Linked DNA regions of Mus musculus: region 1 is linked to region 2. A link is a contact called in public promoter capture Hi-C data. All regions are on one chromosome and are shown on one strand. The core of a region is the stretch at or near the end of the contact, and the rest is flanking DNA. Distances in the headings are between cores, read along the strand shown.

Region 1 (2,700 bases), core at 60-2,559, 100 kb after region 2:
GCACTTTAGTTTACGCAGCATACGCATATAAGCCATGCCCCTTCCCTCAATCAATTTTTAGACTATTTTCCAAGCAAATTTCACAAGAGAGTGATTGTGTAAGTGGTTATAAATAATTGCATAATGTGAACATCAAAAAGCGGAAGAAAACAAACTGACATTAGAACCCGTCAGTCATCTCTTCCTTTAAGTTAACAGCGAACTGATTTTTGTTTTAAGCTGATGATACCAACAACAGAAAGCCAAGTCATAGAGCTGCCCAATAGGTGACCCTGAAAGAGACTAAAACACTCACTCCGTGTTAGGACTTTAATGTCCTTTATTCTTGTCTTGTTTCCGTTTTAATATCTATCTCCTGATAATGAGACATTTTAATGTAGCTTGTGTTTTCCATAGCTGACATACTAACATCTCGTTTTATAAAATCCAAATTAATCTCTTACCAAAAGAGCATAGCGGATTTGGGATTTACACCCCATGACTCCTGGCTTCTCTTTGGGTTTAACCAAAGATGCATTCATTTTTATTTCCCACACACTCCTCTATGGTTGCATAGAGGACCATGACTTTAGCATACTGTGTTGTATGATTGTACAGGTTGTTCGTTTATCTGTTTCCTGGCCCCCTCACAAGTTGCTAAAAAACAAGGAAAAAGCAACTCTACTAAAATTCTTTCATCTTTCTCTTTTACTCATGTTACCAGTGCTACCTCTGACTGTAGAGTAGAGTAGTCCTGTTTTCTGCCATAAACCAAAAGCAATTTGTGGAAGTCGTTGATGACTTCCAGCAGTCTTTAAAACTATACACACACACACACACACACACACACGTGTGTGTATACATGTATATATATATATATATACATATATATATATATATATATACATATATATACATACATACATATATATGTGTGTATACATGTATATATATATATATACATATCATATACATACCACATATACCAAATATATATCATACACACACGCATATATGAAAATATATTTTTGTAGGCAGTTCTACAAATCAAGAATCTCTCCAGGTCTCTACTTCTGTTATTTCAGTTAATGAGAACAAAGGTGCTGTTAGCAGAAAGAAAATGGATACCTTTCTCTGATCCCCTGGGCCTTTTATGGATGTCTTGAGTGCTGAAGTCTAATTGAGTATATCCATCTTCATCCAGATTCTCTATATGAGAGTGATATTTCATTGCTTCACAGGGCCCTAGGTAGGCAGAGCACTTGAATGTTCTTTACTATAAAATAACTGCCAGGATGAGGCTCACTAACCCAAACCCTGAAACAGCCCTTTGCGAGGTTCATGGAGCACAGCTTAAGTAGTCAAGCCAGTGCCCAAAGCAGGAAATGAAAACGCGTTGGAGTAATTTCCCTTTTTTCCTCTAGATCCTGTTTCTGAGGCTGTAACTTCTGAAGAAAACTGAAATGCTGTATGATGCATGACTGTCGTTTTAGATCAACTGTATGACTGATCCATTGACTACAGTCTTAAAAGACATTGGTTACACTCCCCATTGAAACTGACACGATTAATTGGTATGGCCTACATAAACTTTTAAGCAGTTTGAGTGTCTTGAATTCGACACTGGCTTGTTAGAACTCTGATTGCATCCCCACATCCTTTCATGTGTTCATGCCATCCATTGTAGTAAATACTCTATAACTGCCTGGAGTCGGCAGCATTGGCGGAAGGCTCTCCACAAGGAAATTTATTGCCTGATGGAGGAATCACAGCTGAGCATCCAAAGTACATCACTCCAGCGACACAAAGCGAATGATTCTCTTGGAGGTTTATCATGGAGTAGAAATAGATAGGCGCAAACATTTACTGGGAATGATTCTGCCTTAGTTACTTCACAGCACACCCGCATTCTCATTCTGTCGCCCTCTCTAAGAATTACGCTTTAGCACATATTAGCATTACTATTTTCAAATAAGGAGAAGAAGACATGGATACTCGAAGATGGAAATTTCAAAACTAGAACAAGGGACTAGAACAAAGTCTACTAAGTTTTTAAGACTTGGAATTACTTACTGTTGCACTGGCTTCATTCTTCTGGACTCTTATGATACATATAATAGCCTGAAACATAAAAATAAATTCTCATTCTCTCTCTCTCTCTCTCTCTCTCTCTCTCTCTCTCTCTCCTCTCTTGCAATTCTCAGATTAACAAAAAATGATCAAATAAGTACAGTTTTGAAACAACCATCACTTGATTACTGCTGTAAGTCAACAAGGAGAACATCAAAGAAATGAGAATAGACTTAGTTTAAGGATATGATTGAATTGGAGAAGAAGGTTTTCCATGAATGGAAGTCAGAGTCCACAAAACAAAATTTGAAGACTTTTTCAAGGCTAGAGTGTGCTAATAAAAAAAAAGCTGCAATACTAAAGGGATAGCTAGAGTGAGTCTTCATCAGGACTTGTCAATTGGCACTTATTAAACTAAGAAACTCCTCATCTTTATGACTTGAGGCAGTGGCACACCTGGAAACAATGCACTCTCCTCCAATTCCCAGAGACTGTGAGGAAGAGCAAGGACAATCATCCTCGAATGTTTGCCCTTGAGGAGACTGTTCAGGGTGGTGGACTTCTCATGCCAGAGAAAAGATACTATATTGCAAATCCCAAACATATCTGCTGTAAGAGTGGATTTACCTACCACCTGCTGTCAAGATGTTT
Region 2 (2,700 bases), core at 72-2,571:
AAGTATCCAACAGTGGGAAGATGGAACATGAAGAGACCTTCTCCAGTAGTTAGACAGGGACCCCAGTGGAGAGATAGGGACACCACCCCACCTTCCAAATTTTTCACCCAGAATTATTCCTGTCTGAAAGAAATGAGGGGACAAAAACAGCAGAGATTGAAGGAAAGGCCATCCAGTGACTGGCTGGCCCAACTTGGGATTCATGAAAGAGTTAGGGGAAGGACTGAAGGAGCTAAAAGGGATGGCAACCCCACAGGAAGACCAACCGTGTCAACTAACTCGGACCTCTGGAAGTTCCCAGAGACTAAGCCACCAACCAGAGAGTATACTCGGGCTGGGATGTTCTCTGAGGCCTGTCGCACATATGTAGCAAAGGACTGCCTTGTCTGGCTTGAATATAAGGTGGTGGGGTTGGGATGGGGAAAGCACCCTTTCAGAGGCAAAGAGGATGGGGTAAGGAACTCTGGGAGGAGAGACCAGGTCGAGGGCAACATTTGGGATGTAAATAAATAAATAAATAATAAATAAATAAATAATAAATAAATAAATAAATAAATAATAATAAATAAATTAATTAAAAAGACTTTTACGTTGTATCAGACTTTTTTCTTGTATGATACAATGATATATCCTAGTAAAACCTGTTATTTGTTTTCAGACAGGATTTTGCCATATAATTCAGGTGAGGCTCAGTCTTGTGTTTGTTCCCATTCATTGGCTTGAACTCATGGTCCTCGTGGGTTTTTTGCTTATTTGTTTGTTTGTTTTTTAAGCCTAAAATAAAGCTTTTCCTGAAGACAAGTTACTATCAAATCATCACAGCAAAGACATGCCTAAGAGCAGGAGACAAAGACAAGATGAAGAGGCACAGAGTGATTTTCGATTTTCTGAAGAAATTCTCTCCTCTCTCTCTCTCTCTCTCTCTCTCTCTCTCTCTCTCTCTCTCTCTCTCTTACACACACACACACACACACACACACACACACGCACACACACACACACACATTATCTCTCTCCCTACCCCCCAGCCCCCATTTTTAGAAATAAATAAGCAGACAGAAATATTACATCAAACCTAAGAGGTAGAGGATTCCCACAGGAGTTTACTCATGGGGGTAATGTTCTCAGAAACACAGTTGCTTAATTGGAAATAATGGCCTTTTTTAAATCAGTTCCTCCCGAGTTTGTTTTGTTTCTGCAGAGCTTTCAATTCCAACTGATAAAGAATGAGAAACATGAACAGGCATGGATGCTATCTTTGTCTGCCTCATTTCTGGGCAACATCTCACAGGGGACACAGGAAAAATAAAAATAACCCACATACAGCAGCCCCAGATCTGGGAATTCCCTGGGCTGCCCTCCACCTGCCGCTGACCCCTTAGCCCCTGCTCCCTCATCCTGGATACCTGGTGCATGGCTGCATGAAGAATGTCTTTGTCCACACTCTGATGATTTTCCTAGAATAAGCGGGAGATAGAGAAGAAAAGATTTGTCCCAATTTGCTCCCTATTTCTGGAATAAATTAGATGCTATGACCAAAAGGTCATGGTTTATTTCCCTTATAGATTACAAAACCCAAAACAGGAACTTGAAAGTAAGAGCTGAAGCAGAGCCATGGAGAGTGCAGCTAACTTGATTTCATTCCCAGGCTTGCTCAGCTTGTTTTTAATACAACCCAAGAGCAGGAGCAGCACCTCCCCGGTGAGATGGGCTCTTCCACATCAACCGCACACAAGAAAACACCTCACAGACTTTCCTATACAGGCCAATCTTACGAAGGCATTTTCTCAGCTAAGGTTTCCTTCCCAGACGACACAGACTTGTGCCCAGGTGACAAAGAAAACAAACCAAACCTAACCAAACAGAACAAAACAAAACAAAACAAAACAAGTACAGTGTTGAACATCTCCTTGCAAGAAAAGCATCAGTGGTGAGAACCACTCAGAGCACTCTGTGGGTCGGGGCACAGACTAGAAGGACTGAGGGGTTCTATCGTTCAAGGACCCACAGGGAATGGTCCTAGAAATAACAGCTATATTTATATTTAATTGGTATTCACTCGACACCTCCTTTGTATATCTCATTTGTTTCTTACACACTCACACACACAAAATGCTGGGGAAAAGAGGATCTTTAAAATCATATATGTATATATACATATATATGATATATATGTATTAAGTATATATTATATATAGTGTTTTATTTACTATTTTTATAGATTTATTTATATACTATATAAATGTATGGTATTATTTACATGTACATGTATATATAAACATATATATGCATATGAACATATAGATACTTTTTGCTGTTGACTCAAAGGCTGCGGGGCTGCACACATCTGTGGGGGACAGTGTGACATTTCTGTTTAATGACCTGACAAACAGTTGTCACATTCATCACTTCATATCTATCACTGATTTATGTTAAGAACATCCAAAATCTCTACTAGATTTTTGTTTTGTTTTGTTTTGTTTTCGGTTTTTCAAGACAGGCTTTCTCTGTGTAGACCCGGCTCTCCTGGAACTCACTTTGTAGACCAGGCTGGCCTCAAACTCAGAAATCCACCTGCCTCTGCCTCCCGAGTGCTGGGATTAAAGGAGTGCACCACCACACCCGGCTCTACTAGATGTTTTAATTATAGAATTCGTTGCCAACCATAGTTATGTCATGTGCTATTGAGTATTAGCAGTT

The links. Promoter capture Hi-C pulls out the DNA fragments that hold promoters and counts their contacts.
Region 1: a promoter capture Hi-C map of liver shows a contact between it and region 2. The contact joins the promoter of Clec7a here to the enhancer-like site in region 2. A contact is called at or near these places in 8 of 39 promoter capture datasets (the C10 cell line, the HPC-7 cell line, cranial neural crest and 5 more), 15 of 484 Hi-C or Micro-C datasets (the AML12 cell line, B cells, CD8 T cells and 10 more), 3 of 115 datasets of contacts at active chromatin or transcription factors (VIP interneurons, bone marrow-derived macrophages and embryonic stem cells) and 4 of 9 other capture datasets (adipose tissue, liver, macrophages and 1 more).

What each region holds. Positions count from the first base shown.
Region 1 is chr6:129,471,476-129,474,175 of GRCm38.p6, forward strand. It overlaps Clec7a (C-type lectin domain family 7, member a), which reads right to left and starts at 1,310. Exons shown (of 5, transcript NM_001309637.2): 1 at 1,108-1,310. The coding sequence starts at 1,210. All of the region lies in intron 2 of Gm45969 (a long non-coding RNA gene), which reads left to right.
Region 2 is chr6:129,368,285-129,370,984 of GRCm38.p6, forward strand. No RefSeq gene overlaps it. Among named protein-coding and RNA genes, the nearest start is that of Clec12b, 16 kb to the right of the region's middle. Within about 2 kb of position 1,322, at least 10 of the 459 cell types and tissues checked have an H3K27ac peak or open chromatin away from gene starts, as enhancers often do. A contact at or near this core is called in bone marrow-derived macrophages and liver, where this site is marked.